Regions from separate parts of the Rattus norvegicus genome. Here region 2 is linked to region 1. Evidence: chromatin contacts called from public Hi-C data. All regions are on one chromosome and are shown on one strand. The core of a region is the stretch at or near the end of the contact, and the rest is flanking DNA. Distances in the headings are between cores, read along the strand shown.

Region 1 (7,918 bases), core at 1,671-4,170:
ACAAAATTCCAAGTGGATCCATCTGTACTTTTTTTTTTTTTTTTTGTTCTTTTTTTCGGAGCTGGGGACCGAACTCAGGGCCTTGCGCTTCCTAGGCAAGCACTCTACCACTGAGCTAAATCCCCAACCCCCCATCTGTACTTTTTAATAGAAAAACTGGAATGTATTATTTAATAAAAGGGTAATAGAATACATACAGCCTGACACACTGTCCGATGGGTGTTTACTTTTCCCGTGCTCAGAATTGTAAAACGCATGGAATTGTTCTTATAGCTAAGAAAAGGAACTGGCTGATTTGGGCTATTATTATTATTATTGTTATTATTAATGACTAAGCTGCTCTCAGAGTCAGCAGGAGCATTGGAGGACTGGTCACAAGGATGCGAAGCCATGAGACAAAGGAGAAACACTTAAAACGTGATATTCGTTATTGTTTATTGGCATCTGAAGCACTGCACTCTGTTATTTCTACAACTATGTGTTCCCTGACGTCCATTATGCTAGGAAATTCTATTCTGTTCCTTGCTTCTCTTTTTCCTGTTAGAAACTGAATGCAGGCCAGGAAAGGTGAATCTCATCGATATGTATAACTAATACTGTTAATCCCACTGACCACAAATTACAGCCAAATCAAAGCAAGCTCTACTCTGTGGGGGTGGGGGCGGGAGTATGTGCTCTGAGAAGCCTAGTGCAGCAGGGCCAGGGAGAAGAAATCCCCCAAGATCTGAAGAACCACTTTCTTTTTCCCCCCCCCCCTGGGGCAGGGGACCAAACCCAGGGCCTTGTGCTTCCTAGGCAAGCGCTCTACCACTGAGCCAAATCCCCAACCCCGAAAGTTGTATTGATTGATTTTTTTTTCTTTTTTTTTTTTTTTTTTTTTTGGAGCTGGGGACCGAACCCAGGGCCTTGTGCTTGCTAGGCAAGCGCTCTACCCCTGAGCTAAATCCCCAACCTTGTTTTGTTTTTAAATTAAAAAAATTTTTTTTACTTATTCACTTTACATCCTGCTCACTGCTTCCCTCCTCCCGGTCACCCCATTTCACAATTCTCCCATTCCCCTTTCCTTCCTCCTTTGAACAGGTGGGAGCCTCCACTTCAAGTTTCTTTGACAGGTTTTTATCAACCTCCCTAGCACCCCAGTCAGCCCTTGCTCATCCTGTCCTGACCATTCCAGAGAGGGAAGTTCTGTCAGAGCCACAGAGGAAACTGCAGAGCGTTTGACAGTTCACAGCTTCCAGATTTCAGCAGAGGAAGCAGAGAAGGAGTGGGCTTCACATTCTGAAGGCTGGCGATGCATTCCTAGCACGCTCAGAGAACAATGACAAGGACTTGGGAAGGAGGCGCCCTGCTTGGCCTAGAAGCTGCCCTCTTACCTCTTACCTTTTAAAAGTCAGAGCAAATGTGAATCCTTTGGTGCTCTGCTGGCTTGCTGGTTGAGTTTAGTCTGAGTCGGTATCAGGATGCAGTGACAGCATTTGGAATTGCTTTCAGAGAATGCTATCATGCTATCATCTCTCTCTCTCTCTCTCTCTTTCTTGCTCGCTCGCTCTGTGTGTGTGTGTGTGTGTGTGTGTGTGTGTGTGTGTGTGTGTGTGTGTGTGCATGATTACAACGGAAAGCAGGCAGTTTTGTACTCACTGTGATGTGCTTGTCGTATATAGCAAGTGGCTTCTTGTTGAGCAAAAAAGTCAAGAGCTCGAGGACATCTATTTGCTGTCTTTTTCCTTCTACCTTCCTCACCCTAGAACTTCCTCTTTAGAGGAAGGACTGGCTGAACATACATCTTATTCTAGCATTATCCAGTTTTTTTTTCCCACAAAGCTGCCAACCTTTCTTGTACTGCACTAAATCTCCAAAATAAATTTTAAAAGGTGCTTAATTAAGGAAAAGGGATCAAATGCTCCCATATCCAGGGATGGAGGAGAAAAGAGCCAGGAGTCAACAAATTAGTATCAGTCTTTATTGGCATGTCAAAATACAACGACATCATGGGAGAATGGTCTGAAGAAAACACAGAGCCAAGAGTTTGGGGTTCTAAGGCATGATGGGTGCCCTGAGCCTTTAGGCTATGAGGAAGGCGGTTTACTGCTAGGGGTCTCTTTGGACTTCAGAATGATCCTGTATTTGGCTAGAAACTGGCTGCCCAAAGTACTCAGCTCTTGCTGAAGCTCTTTCAGAGCTCCGTCTTGCTCCTGCTGCTCCCCAAGCACGTGCTTCTTGTAATAGTTGATGTACAAGTTCACCCAGTCATTAACCACAGTTTTCATGTCTTCTTCAGGCATGAGAGGGTCATCAAAGACCTGGGGGAGGGGAGGGGAGAAGGGAGAGAGTCGGCAAGAGAGGATGCACTCAGAGATACAGAGCGCCAGGATGGTCTCATGGATGCTCACATCCTCTTTGATATGGATTTGCATTCCCCGTTTCTTGGATCGATGCCACCATTGCCCTTACGGTTTCAAATGAGCCTTCTCTGCCCTCCCAACACATACTCTCCATCTCTGTCCTTGAAATAAAGTGCACAGGCTTACCTGCTGATCCAGCAGAACATTAAACTCCTTTATTCCTGTAGAGATCAGATCCTTATTGCTCTGAAAAGGGGCCATCTGCCAGGGAAAGAAAGGTGAGCGTTATCCTTTTCCCTCACTCCTGAATACCCTCCGCTCTTTCAGCACGCCATACGACCCCCATCGTCCCTGTTAGACATCCCTCATATCCAAGAGGGCACCCCTTTCCCTAAACCTGTCAAGTCCTGCCCTGCTCTGAAGTTACACTTTCACCAACTCGGGCTCACCTTCAAGTCCCACGGTGCTGAACCTGCTTCACACACACTCTTCAGGGTTTGTGTGTCCTCTGCACTAAGCTAGATGGAGGCAGAGTCAGGAGTTAGCGTAAGAAGGCAACGCCCTGCCTTGAGGTCCTGAGGGAGTGAGATATGTCCTCCCAGGGTGGAGAAGGTGGGTGGTGAGGCTTCCCTGGAGTTAGAAAGATAGAGAGAACCATGGGGGAAAAAATAGATAAACGAAGATAGAAAATGCAAGAAACAAACCAGGAAAGTGCTTGCTGTTTCTCTGACAACCCTATAACCAGTCTCAAAATTCTAAAAAAAAAAAAAAGCCAACATTAGGCGATTTTGCACCGTACAAAATGTAATGGCGTTGTTTCTCCAATCCATGGCTGCTATATTAATAACAGTTTAGAAGCCAGGTTACGAGCTCACATTAAGGAGGCAAAGGAAGGAGACTCAAGTCAAAGGCCAGTCCCAGACTGTATCCAAATAAGACCTTGTTCTCATAAAAGAAGTTTACGATCCATGTATTCTTGCATGCCAGACACTTCTCCAAGAGTGTATTAAGTATTTATCATTATAAAAACATCCTTTCAGAAGGTGGAGGATACATTCATAATGGAGCTTTTTCAATGAAATTATGTCCTCACTCCAGTGGAGCAAAGGAATCTTTGAATACTTGCCACTGTCTCCAAATAATGCGCAAATAAAATAGTTATATGCTAGGCTGGAAGGATGGCTCAGTGGTAATTGCTGACAACATTGATGACCTGAATTCAATTTCTAGGCCCCACATATGCTATCCTTTGACATCCATATGTACACCATGGTATGTATGCATCTCTCTCTCTCTCTCTCTCTCTCTCTCTGTGTGTGTGTGTGTCTTTCTAACACACATAAATAAATATATAAAATAGTATTATCATAACAATAGTATCTATCATTTGCCAAATCTGACTTAGGCTGCTACATGTAAGATCTGTTTAGCTCTCACCTGAACTCTCTCTGGTATAGTAGTATTGTTTCCATTTATCAGATAGAAAACTGAATGCCAGAGAAACAATTAACTTTACCAAGATCTCACAGTTACAAACCTACACTTCAAGTAAGTTTCCTGGGTGAATTCATTCACAGAAACTGGCTTGGAATTTTACATTCTTCCTGGAAATACAAATTTTCAGAAAAGTGCTAGTTTATCTCAGCCTTAGACAGACTCTGTGTGGCTTGGGTTGGAAGGGGACTCCTAGTCAAAGTTTGTGATGGAGCCAGCCGTCCTCTGGAATCAGGAAGTTTACAGAATGAAGCTGTTAACTGGAATCAAATGGGGTAGGGGCAGAGTGCCAAGAATGCGGTCAAGAATTCCAGGCTAAGGAACAACCATGTTTCATTTCTAATTTAAAGAAAAAAGAAGGTGCTTTTGGTAAATTTCTACCTTAGGGCCAGTTCCTTAAACTTGTTGGGAAGTAGAATGGGGCCAAAGAAAAAGGGGGTAAGCTTAAAGGGAGAGAGACCCTTTGGTGTGGACTCTAACTCCACAGAGCTCTCCCAGGAGAAGAAACTCAAGAACCTCCCTTGCTTATGCTGTCTTCTGACACCGTTGAGATAACATCCTAATTTGGGGAGAGCTGAAGGGCAGAGAAGTACTTCTCAGGGTGTTAGTGAACCAAGCTGTCTCCTTACTACTTGAAAAGGCCAACCACTTGGGGACCAGTACTGGGGTGAAGAAAAGAGCTTGCTTGGAAAGCCAGAAAGCCAAGGAAACAAAGTGGCCAATGCCAACAAAAACTGGCAGGTGCTAGGAAAGGCTCTAAAGAGAGGAGGGCAGAGACACACACAAGGAGCTGACAGCTGAAGACATTTTAAAAACAACCTCCTAAAGACTGGTGTTTTCCTGGCCATTCCAGTGGCCCTGTTTGGTTTAGTTCCTCTTAGTTTTGATGTCTTTGGCCTTGGAAGGGAAGAGAGCTAAGCAAGGTTAAGTCAAATCAACCTTGTTCTAGCCGAAATAGTTTTTTTTTTTAATAATTAATATATCAGGGTTGGGGATTTAGCTCAGTGGCCCTGGGTTCGGTCCCCGGCTCCAAAAAAAAAAAAAATAATAATTAAGATATCTTCGTGCAGAGTTGGGCAGAGATGGTCTGAACCAAGGATTAAGGTGGCCAAGGACACAGAGACACAATGAAGGCAAAGATGATCTCCTTACTGCATCTCGACCTGGTTTCCCTTCCGTGCTCCCGCCCTTGTGTTCTCTAGTAAATGAATTCAGGTGAGACACACACGGTGTAGTGTAGAGAATAGAGTTTAGTGCATAGTGACAGGGATGAGAGTGAGCAGTGGCCAGAGAGACCATTGTGGAGGGCATGCTCTCAAGGGGTGGGAACGGATGTCAGGGGGCCATTTGTGTTACGTATTTGGAGAGGTCATTATGTGACCTCTGAACAACCACACAGTGATTGACTGGATGGGTTTGGGCTCCTTCCTTCGTTCTAGCCCACTTCCATTCTTGGTAGAGCTTTTACCCTTCCTTAACAGGCTGTCTACTTCCACCCTGTGCCTAATTTAAAAGGCATGATTTTCCTCCTTCTCTCCCCCTGGTAATTGCCAGGATTTCCACCCAACCTGTACTGTTTCCCTCTTAAACTAATAACTGTCTTCAAGATTCCTGTTTATTCCTTTTCTAAATTCTTTTATTAAAAAAATTGTGTGTGTGTGTGTGTGTGTGTGTGTGTGTGTGTGTGTGTGTGTGTGTGTAGGTACACATCCATGTGTTTGCCTGAAGAGGCCAGAAAGAGGGTGTCTGATCCCCGGAAGTTGGAGTTACAGGAGGTTTGAACTACCAGACATGAGTGCTGGGACCCCGCCACTGATGTCTTGGAAGAATTGGGAGCATTTAACTAGTAAGCCTCTAAAATCCCTTTATTAAAGAGCCTAAGAAGTTCCCATGGGAACCTCGGTTTCCCCAGTAACAATAACAACAAACGTTGCCAAAGAGCTCTTTACGCTGCTGGAGAGAATGTGAACTGCTGTGGCTGCTCTGAAAAATCAAAAGAAAAATATTAGAACTACCATATGATTACAGCTCTACTACCAGAGGACTCCATGTCCTACCACAGAGATACCTGTGCACGTGTGTCTACTGCTGCAGTATTCAGAACAGCTAAGAAACGGAATCAGTCTGGATCTCCGTCAGGAGACAAATGGGTCACAAAATGTGGAATTACAGTGACATTTTATTCAACCCTAAAGAAAAATGAACGAAGCCATAACATTTGCAGGAAAAGACTGTTTCAGAAGAACAAATGTCCCGTGTTTTCTCTCATATGCAACTCCTAGAATTGGAATTTTATGTGTGTTTGTGTATGGAGGTTGGTGGAGGGTATAGGTCATGATGTTAGAAATGTAATTGCGAGAAGAGAAGAAGGGATCTTTAGGAGAGTAGGAAGATAGACATGTGGCAGCGTGGAGGAGAGGGGGGTTGGGTGGGGTGGGTGAGTGGATGTCTACATAGTAGGAGTCAAGCAAGAGAACAGGGAGAGGCAGGTGGTAAAGGGGAACATCAGGAACAAAATATGCATGAGAATGCCATAATGAAGCACATTAAGTCACAAGTTAATTTGAAAATTTTCAAAAACCGTATTGTCCTTGGCCTCACAGTCAAAAGAGCCACTGCGACCCCGGAAAGGGATACTCTTCAGTTACACAACTAAAAGTTTGAGATCTGAGTGGAGTTTCGATCACAACTATTTTCCCAAGAAGTCATCTTTCCCTCTTCTGATTATTGGAATTCATAATCCCTGTATTGCTCCTCAAGTCCAAAGAACTATAGATAGGCCAGGTGCAGTCCTGGGTTGTGTCCCAGGAAGGCAGGGGACACAGTAATCTCATTTCCAGGATAGTAAAAGATTATTGCCCCTCTGCGGCCACCGTAGCCAAACAGGAAATGTACGTAGTTTGTCTAGCTTTTTGCCGCGTTGGACCGACTCGCTGAGCTTCGCGGGGATGGCTGACACTGCGAGCCTGCGGGCGCCGCTATGCACCGAGCAATTCGGCTCCGGAGCCCCACGCAGCTGCAGCGCTGCTGCCGATGGGAGCCTGCAGTGGGACAGGGCTCAGCGCTGGGGCTGGTTCTCCCGGGCCTCGATAACGAAACCCGGGCAGCATGAGGGTGGAGGCAGGGGGCCCTGGGCAGCACTGACCACTCTTTCGGGCCTCAGATCAGTGCTGCTGCCTCAGGGCTTCCCAGACAGCGTCAGTCCGGATTACCTGCAGTACCAACTGTGGGATTCCGTGCAGGTCCGGCCGGCCTATTGCCATGGGGGTTGGAGGGCGTATGACTGGGGACCAAGGGAATAGGCCCCTGTAATCTGCATTTGCACACTGAAAGGCAGGGTGCACTGCAGAGTTCTGACAGTCTTCCGGGTCCCACAGAACCAGTGAGAGCTGATATAGCTCAGTAGGCTCCTTGCTCTTGGGACCCATCCTCACTCCACTTCTTTTCTCTCTAGGCCTTTGCTTCCAGCCTCTCCGGCTCCCTAGCGACCCAGGCAGTATTGCAGGGCTTAGGGGTGGGCAACGCAAAAGCCTCAGTTTCAGCTGCCACGTCCACTTGGCTGGTGAAAGGTGAGCTGGAACCTGGGAGCCTTCCTTACCTGTTGATCTCATCCCTGCCTTCTTCTGTCTCTGGCCTCTTTTTTCTTTTACTGCAAATCGTAGCTCTGCTATTCTGTGCTGTTCTGACCTCCAACAGTGGCTCTCGTGTGTGTGTGTGTGTGTGTGTGTGTGTGTGTGTGTGTGTGTGTACACATTCCGGGTGTGCAGCCTGATTAGACAGTACACAGAAGCTGAATGTCCACGCCTAGAATAATATTCTATGTCTATCTTGTTTCCCTCATCAGTGAAATCAGCCTCAACTTGTTACCTAAGCCAACTTCAGAATCCCTAAATCACCTGGCTCCCTCATCCTTAAATTAACTTTAATCCCACTTTATGCAGGAGTGCACAGATATGCAGTTTATTACATGAAACTGCTGGTTTCTCGAGATGGTGAAAATTGGATACTTCCACTGGGGAAAGAGGCATGTGGCTGGTCCTAAGTCGGTAGTTATGGAAATGCTAAAATGTATTCTGACTCCT
Region 2 (7,918 bases), core at 3,255-5,754, 36 kb before region 1:
TTCCGGGCTCACTCACTTCCGAGAGAATCACTTGCAACTCACTCTTTACTCTTGGAGTCCATCCCCTCTCTAGGAAGAAGACCATCTACATCTGAACCTCCTTGGGATGCTGGGAAATTGCTCTGCACTCCCCATGCATGTGAAATAGATTTTCTCCTGTCAATCTGCCATTGTCAGCTTCTTCAGAGGATCTCCTTCCTTCCTCTCTTCCTTCCTTCTCCTCTGCTTCATTCCCACCATTCTAGTAGAGGATACACACAGTAGGGTGTGTGTGTGTGTGTGTGTGTGTGTGTGTGTAATTCCGATTGACTCATCACTAGGGTGACACTTGTTCTTCCCTTTATATCTCCCATTGTGAAGGTGTCATTTTCAGTCAGCAGGCTTCATACAAACGTAAACATGCTAAACATTTATGACGCTCACTAATGAGGGAACCAGGAAGAGGACAACCTCGTTCAAAGAATAAATCAGGTGCTAGTAATTCTCTAGAAAAGAGTGTCCTGGGGGCCAGGGAAGGATGACTATGTAGAATGTAGGATTTTTAGGGCAATGAAACATTAATAAGATTCTGTCGTAGAGGATACATGCCAAAACTTGTCCAAACTCATAGAACTGTGAGCCCTGATGCACACTGTGGCTTTCACTGAATTGCAATGTGCTGATACTGACTAGTTACGGCTAACAAGTGCACTGCTCTACTGAAGGGAAGCGAGGTGCTGAGCCTGGCCAGGCATCTTACGTGGGCTAAGTTCAAGGCCTCAAGTGTGAGGTCAAGGCCAGACTGGGCAGCTTCTCGAAGGCTCATCTCAAAACTAGGAAGGAAATGAGAGGTGGGAGTGGGGGAGGACTCTTCCCTTCCTTGCCCACTCAGATGTGAGCAAGCTGCTGCACTTTCCTGTGGCCATAAAGCTGCCCTCTTCCATGCCTTCCCAGATGTGATAGACCTCAGATCTGCCCTCAAGTGAGAGCCCAAGTAAATCCTAAAACAAATACATCATGGACCACTACTCAGCAAGAGGCAGGAACGGGCTCCCTCTGGTGGATCTGTAATAAGTGTGTTCCTCTTGGAGGCTGAGGAAGCAGCTGGGGGATGGAGGCCTTAGGTCAAACCTCAACTCCTCTTAAGACTGGCCCTCTTCTGGGAGTGGCCCCAGGCCACTTTTCAAGCACTTAGCTGCATTGTCAGCTGGATGTTGTTTTTCCATTAAGCTGTCTTTGTCCTCTGATGGAATCCAAGATCCTGACACCTTCAGAAGGGTCTGGGTTAGGGCGTTCTTCCCAGAGGAATCCCTGGAAGTTCCTCACCCGCCCACATTTCCAATACCTCTTTCAGATTTCCCTCTTGGCAACAAGTGAGTGAGCAATTTCTTCCTGTCCCACATTTCCCAGAAAGCAAGGCTTTGATAAGCCAGGGGCCTGAATGCAAACTTAGGAAGCAAACTTTAGTTTTCTTTAAGATAGGGTCTTGCCACACAGCTTAGACAACTCCGGCTCCCAAAGGTCCAGGATGACCACACCTGGCCCCAGGGGACCTTTTTAAATGCAACAAGACAGCAGACCATCTATAGTTCTGAGTGAAAATATTTGAAAATTATGTTTGTCCTAAATACGTTCAGACTTTTTTTTTCTTGCTTTCCCTAATCAATGAACGAAAGAGCACAGCCATTCTGATGTGCACCATTCTGATGTGTGTGGTGACATGACAGAGAGGATTTAATACATATGGGAGGATGCTGCTAATGGCACGAAAGTTCTATACCATTGGTATAGGGACCAGAGGTACCTGAGAGCATCTATCTCAGAGGATGCTGAATGAAGAGTGCCACTTCCCAGGATCCTCTGCTCAGAACTGATCCTTATGTAACAATGCTAAGCAAAGGCTACCCCCTTTCCTCCACCTTCCAGCCAGGGATCAGCAAGCAACAGGAAAGAGAGAACGTGACCCAGCCCAGGACAAGGCCGGCCAAATGAAATCACTGTTGGTTGTTAAAAACTGTGGCAGGGCCTGGCACACGGGGCAGGTGAGTGAGTCCATGGTTTCTCCCTGTCACTTAAAGCCCCCATCACTATGCAGTGTGAGAAGTTTTTTTTTTTTCAGAGAAACACATTTGTGTTTCTGAATATCTTACGGTCGAGCTTAATATCCAGTTCCTGTCATTCTATGAGAAGATTATTATTAACTTGCTTTCTGGGCAAACTCTTGAGGTGGTGGAAGAAAAGGCTCATGCCACAGTGATAAGGGCCGCCTGAGGGTGGCATGAGGGTCAGCTGGAGCTCAAAGGCAATGGAGAAGCAGGTCCAACACAACCCTCTGTGTTTCCACTAAAAACAGGGTTAGGTTTGTAAGTGCAACCTCTATTTTGCTGCAGGATGGGGTTTGTAAAAATGTCTCTTCTCCAGTTTATGAGGGACATCTTTAGAACCTGCAGGATGGCATCTGAGGAGTTGCATGGATGGGCAATGCCCAGCAGCCCCGACCTGCATTCGTTTGCCCAGCAGCCCTGTCCTGCATTCATTTGCCCGTTTGTCTTGTTTTCTCACAGCTCGAAGTGCCTCCCTCTGTTTTGTCAATTCTCTGGTGAGGATGCTTGGATGGAATTTGGCCAAACTCTGAGATATTCATCTGATTTGCTCCTGCGTGCAGGGCGAGGTACCCATCATCCTCTGGTGCATGCTTTTCTCTTGTTGATCCCCCTTTCCTCGCTCCAACTCATAGAGCCTTCACTGTCAAGCCTAGGAGGGTCAGAGGAAAGGGCTGTTTGGGGCTTGCACTTCCTCATAAGCTCACAAGAGAAGAAAACAAAAAACAAAAACGCTTGAATGAAGCGTTCCCTGAGCCTTCTTGAGCCTGAATTCCAAGAGCGTGGTCTGGGGTGGAAGATCTGGCCCCTCCTCCAGCCCCATGGTGAGAATTCCCAGAAGAAGGGGACCCCTCTGCCTCAGTCTAGATGTCCCTTTCCAAGGCCTCCACCTGGCCAGGCACAGTCTTCCCAGGGAAGGAGACAGCTTCCTGGCTTATGAAGACCACCAACCCAGGCCTCCTCCTCCGTACTTCAGAACCTTCTAACACCTGAAGCTGCAGAACTGCTGCTCTCTCCATGACCTCCACTGCCTTTCCCCCAAAGCTGCAGTCTCCAGAGTGGTGAGACAGCAAATGCTTATTGATTTAACTCACTCTGACTTTAACGAGTGCTTGTCAGGAGCTCGCCTGAAATGCTTCCCATGTACCAAAGACTGATAGACACTTTATCGTGTAATCAGGTGTGTGCTGGTGTGGACAAGGGTATATCCACAATGTACGTGCTTTTGGGGGTCAGAGGTCAACTTTGGATGCCAGTCGTCAGTGCTATTTACCTTGTTTTGTGAGACAGGATTTCTCACTCACTGGCCTGTAGCTAACCAAATAGGCTAGTCTGGCTGGCCAATGAACTCTAAGGTAAACCTTGCTCAGAGAACCCATCTGTCTCTGCCTCCTTATCATGAGGGTTATAAATGGACGACTTCATCTGCCCAGCTTTTCCACAGAGGTTCTAGGAATTAAACTTAGATCCTCCTGTTTGCATGACAAACAAATGTTGCAAACATTTTTCTCAATCTACTTTAATAAGGGTTCAACCTCTTCTCTAGCCCAGCACCCACCAGAGGTGGTGGAAAAGTTATTAGGACACGGGGAAGTGGATCTGTTTAGAAGTGGTTCTTTGGGGGCGAGTCCAACATTCATTGTTCTCAGTCCAGTCCACTAGCAAACACCACCCAGGAACCAGCAGCTGCATTCCAGAGAGATTCAGGGGGACCCAAAGAGCTATGTAAAGAGGTGACTTCCATCAAATCACATGTCCCAGCAAATCTGTGGGGCCTCATGAAGGTGTCACAATCTGGTGGCCATGTTAGCACCCAGCGAGGGTGGATAAGGCTCCCTCATCTCTGTAGCTTAGAGGATGGACCCTGACTCTCATTTCTCTGTGGCCCCATGGTTTGGGACACGTGGGACTCATGACAAGTCCTTATCACCAGTATATAGCTCTGAAAAATAATGAATAATAGAAATATCCAAATACAACAGAATTCTCTTAGAAACCACAGGTTTTAGCAATCTGAGGGGCTCTTAAACCTGCTGGGGCATCATTGTCATCACAAGGGTGATCAACTGTGCCTTTTTGTTCCAGGCATAAGACTTTTAGTGCTAAAGCCAGGCCAGTCCTGGATAGCTAGGTGCATCAGTGACCAGAGATGTTTCCTTCCATACACCACCCGGCGACCTAGAAGTTCTTTTTCCAGCCCTGCCCAGCCAGTACCCTGGGGATGTCTCTGCTCCTTCACCTTCTCCTCCAGTCTCCTGTTCTTTCTCTGTGACTCCTAATCCCACTTCTATTTAAGGGGTGTTTGCTGACACTTGGATTTTTCAGCTGAGACTTCGATGATAGAAATAACCCAGTGTCCTATTCACCATGTGTCCCCTGGGGCCTGGCACAGAGCCTGGAGCCTGTGGAGAGACTGAGAAATACATCCTGTGTCATGCATGATCTCATCCCATCACCATAGCAACAGATAGCCCAAAGGGCTATGGTTCTGGTATGGGTCTGGTCCTTTGAAAATCTCAGACTGGATGCTCAACTCATCTACAACATGGGGCACTGACCAAGAAACCACTGTTTGCCCTTGCTGTTACTCTAGATAGAGCAGTGGCCATTCCATAGCTCCCAACAAACTTAAAAACAACCAAATAACAAACTCCCAGATGGTGGCCTTTGCTGTATAGCAGTGGCTCTCAATCCTAGCGACATCTTAGAGTTATGTGAAGTTTGAAAAATCCTGGGGCCCAAGTTTGGGGCCTGGGTATCAGATTAGTTCTCTCTCTCTCTCTCTCTCTCTCTCTCTCTCTCTCTCTCTCCCCTCCCTTCCTCCCTCCCTCCCTCCCTCTCTCTCTGTGTCTGTCTGTTCTGTCTATCTTTCTGTATCTCTGTCTCTGTCTCTGTCTCTCTCCCCCTCCCGTCTCTCTCTGGCTCTGTGTGTGTTTCTCTCACTTTGTATGTTCCTTTGTGTGCTTGTCTGTCTCTCTCTCTCTCTCTGTCTCTCTCTCTCTCTCTGTCTCTCTCTCTCTCTGTGTATGTGTGTGTGTGTGTGTGTGTGTGTATTTCTCTGTCTCTGTGTGTCTGACTATCTTTCTGTCTCAGTGTGTCTGTCTCTCTGTCTGTCCCTGAGTGAGCGTGTGTGTTTCTCTCTGTATGTTTTGGTGTGTGCTTATCTGTGTCTCTGTGTCTCTCTCTCTGTGTATTTCTCTGTCTCTCTCTCTCTCTCTCTCTCTCTGTGTCTATCTTTCTGTGTCTCTGTGTGTCTGTCTCCTTGTCTCTCTCTGTGTCCCTGTGTGTCTGTCTCTTTGTCTCTCTCTGACTGAGTGTGTGTGTGTGTGTGTGTGTGTGTGTGTGTGTGTGTGTGTGTTTGTGTTTGTGTAGGAGCTAAGGGACAAGTTTGGGTGTCATCCTTAGGAATACTATCCACCTTCACTGAGGCAGGGTCTCTCATTGGTTTGGAGCTCTCATTTAGGTGTGACTGGCTGGCCAGGGAGCCCAGGGATCCCCCTGTGTCTGCCTTCTCGGTGCAGGGATTACAAGTTCACATCAACACACCCAGTTTTCTGTGGGTATGGGGTTTTGAACTTAGGTCCTCATGCTAGCAACGCAAGCACTGGGCTACTGGACGAGCTGTCTCCTCGTCTGCCCCGCCCTCTTTGGAGAGAAGGTCTTGTGTCGTCCAGGCTTGCCTTTCAGGCAAATTGAGGATGATTTTGAATTTCTGACACTTTGCTTCCACATCCTAAGTGCAGAGATTTTAGTCGTGTACCAGAACACCCAGTTCCCGTGGTGCTGGGGGCCGAACCATGCATGCTAGAGACGCAGTCAACCAACTAAGCAGCCCGGCCATGCAGAACTTCCTGACTCAACCTCCCTCTTGTCAGAAAGCATTCTCTGGTCGGCTCCATGATGCGGCTTCTCTGGTGGACATGGACACTGTTCAGAACCACCAGGGAGTCCTGGCTCCCCAAATCCTCTGCTGCCTCTTACCCTGATGATCAAGGATCCATACAAGAGGATGCCCAAGATGCAGGGGCTGTTCCTCACATCCTTGGAGCTATGCTAAGAAATGGTTAAGGACCTGAAGAGGGAGTTTTGGAGCTCTCTGATTCATATTATTTGCCAATTGCTATGGTGTCAATACCCACCACCACCACCATCCTGGGTCTGCTGCAGGCTCTCATCCTTCAGTGGCTGAGCAGAGGTTTAGGAAGCCGTTGGTACCGTATCTGCCAACCTTCAAGAGCTGCAACAAGGCAGTCCCCACCCCCATGCTCCTGTAGCTTCCACGGTCATTGTATGGTTCCATCCCCAGCCGTGGCCAATGGTTCTCAATCTGCTGGGACTTTGAAGACACACAGGCACCAGCAGGTCTTGCTGGGTGGTGCTCTTTTGGGCCTCTGACTGTGAGCCTGGGCGATACAGACCCAGAGGGCATCTTCAAGCTGAATCTTTATTAACCTAGACAGTAGATACTCAAGTTAAGTGGAACCACGTGTGGTAGTCCTCAGTGTTCATGATAGTTTCCATTCAGGTCTCATTTCACTCTAAAGTGTCTGTGGCAGGTTCAAGGAGGGGATGTGTCCTGGGCTTCATTGGCAGATGAGGAAACAGAAGGTTAGTGGGGATTTGTCCAGGTCCTGCACACCTGAGAGAATAGCCAAGTTTGGACAACCAATGTGTATCTCTAGAACTCAGGCCCCACCTGTCTTTCCTGACATTGAGATCTGCGGCACTGCCACAGAGTGGCCAGTATAGGAAGGGGGAGTGGGCAGTCTTCGGTACCTCAGGAAGCCAGCAGGCATGGCTGACTTAGGCACTGCATGGGGCACACGCCGGGTAGTCAGCAAGGATTCGGGGAGCAAAGGGCTATGGTTTTCTTTGTAGCTTCTCACATTTGGAATGAAGGGAGGGTACAAGAAGTCCCAGCCTCCAGGCACTTAAAGTTTAAGTTCCCAAAGATGATGTGACTCGACCCCAGCAGCCCCTTCCTCCCAGCAGCCGAGCTTCTGCTTTGAGTCTTTGGTGAGCAGCTGTGATAAGAGAGTCCCATGAGGCCATACTCTTGGGCCTCTCCATCTGCCCAGAGGCCAGAAGGACAAAGGGACATCTGTGCTATGGTTCCTCCAAGTGTCCCTTTAGCCTCTGCGGTGTCACCTCCTAGAACTCGGTCAGGAGGGGCTTCCTCCCCATATAGGTGGCAGCAGGGTAGGCTCATCCTTGTAAAAACTAAGCCACACCTTCAGTCACCCTGGGGTGCCCAATCAGTGGCTCAGGTTGGTACCCACATCTGGGGTTCTCTTTGGTGTTTTTATTTTGTTTTAAAACGTTTGCTTGTTGTTATGTGTGAGTGTACGTGCCACAGCTCGTGGGGGGAGGTTAGAGGGCAGCTTTATGGAACTGAATTTGTCCCTCTGCCTCACACATAGGCTCCAGGAACCGAATGCAGGTCACCAGGCTTGTGTGAGAAACACTTTACCTGCTGAGCTGTCTCTTCAGCCCCGGGCTAATATTCTCTAGATGTAAAGAATGGGGCTATGTTGTCTCATCCCAAGAAACAAAAGATCCATGGCCTTGCCTTTGCTAAGCCTGCTGATGCAGCCCTGGAGCCCGCAGTGCTGGAAGATTGCTAGCATTACCGAGGATGACAAGGGTGAGAGGTGAGAGGCGGGTTGAAAATTGAGGCTGGGCTGCTTGTTCATCAGCTCCTGCCAGGTGGGAATGACAGCTAGTCAAGACTTCCACTTTCCACAAGGAGCACCAGAAAATCGGGGTTTTAATGTGAAATCTCTTCATTTAAAAGTTTGACTATTGGGGTTGGGGATTTAGCTCAGTGGTAGAGCTCT

Evidence for each region. Hi-C and Micro-C count contacts between places; a contact is called where the count stands out from the background.
Region 2: a Hi-C map of the A7r5 cell line shows a contact between it and region 1, with 4 times the contacts expected there. The contact joins the enhancer-like site here to the promoter of Ahsp in region 1. A contact is called at or near these places in 7 of 12 Hi-C or Micro-C datasets (the A7r5 cell line, the Rat2 cell line, Schwann cells and 4 more).

The regions. Positions count from the first base shown.
Region 1 is chr1:192,309,972-192,317,889 of GRCr8, reverse strand. It overlaps Ahsp (alpha hemoglobin stabilizing protein), which reads right to left and starts at 2,920. Exons shown (of 3, transcript NM_001106299.1): 1 at 2,792-2,920; 2 at 2,529-2,603; 3 at 1,948-2,300. The coding sequence starts at 2,603. The coding sequence ends at 2,067. Rusf1 (RUS family member 1) reads left to right here and starts at 6,753. Exons shown (of 13, transcript NM_001035517.1): 1 at 6,753-7,078; 2 at 7,291-7,405. The coding sequence starts at 6,785.
Region 2 is chr1:192,347,432-192,355,349 of GRCr8, reverse strand. No RefSeq gene overlaps it. Among named protein-coding and RNA genes, the nearest start is that of Ahsp, 36 kb to the right of the region's middle. Within about 2 kb of position 4,504, at least 8 of the 93 cell types and tissues checked have an H3K27ac peak or open chromatin away from gene starts, as enhancers often do. A contact at or near this core is called in the A7r5 cell line, where this site is marked.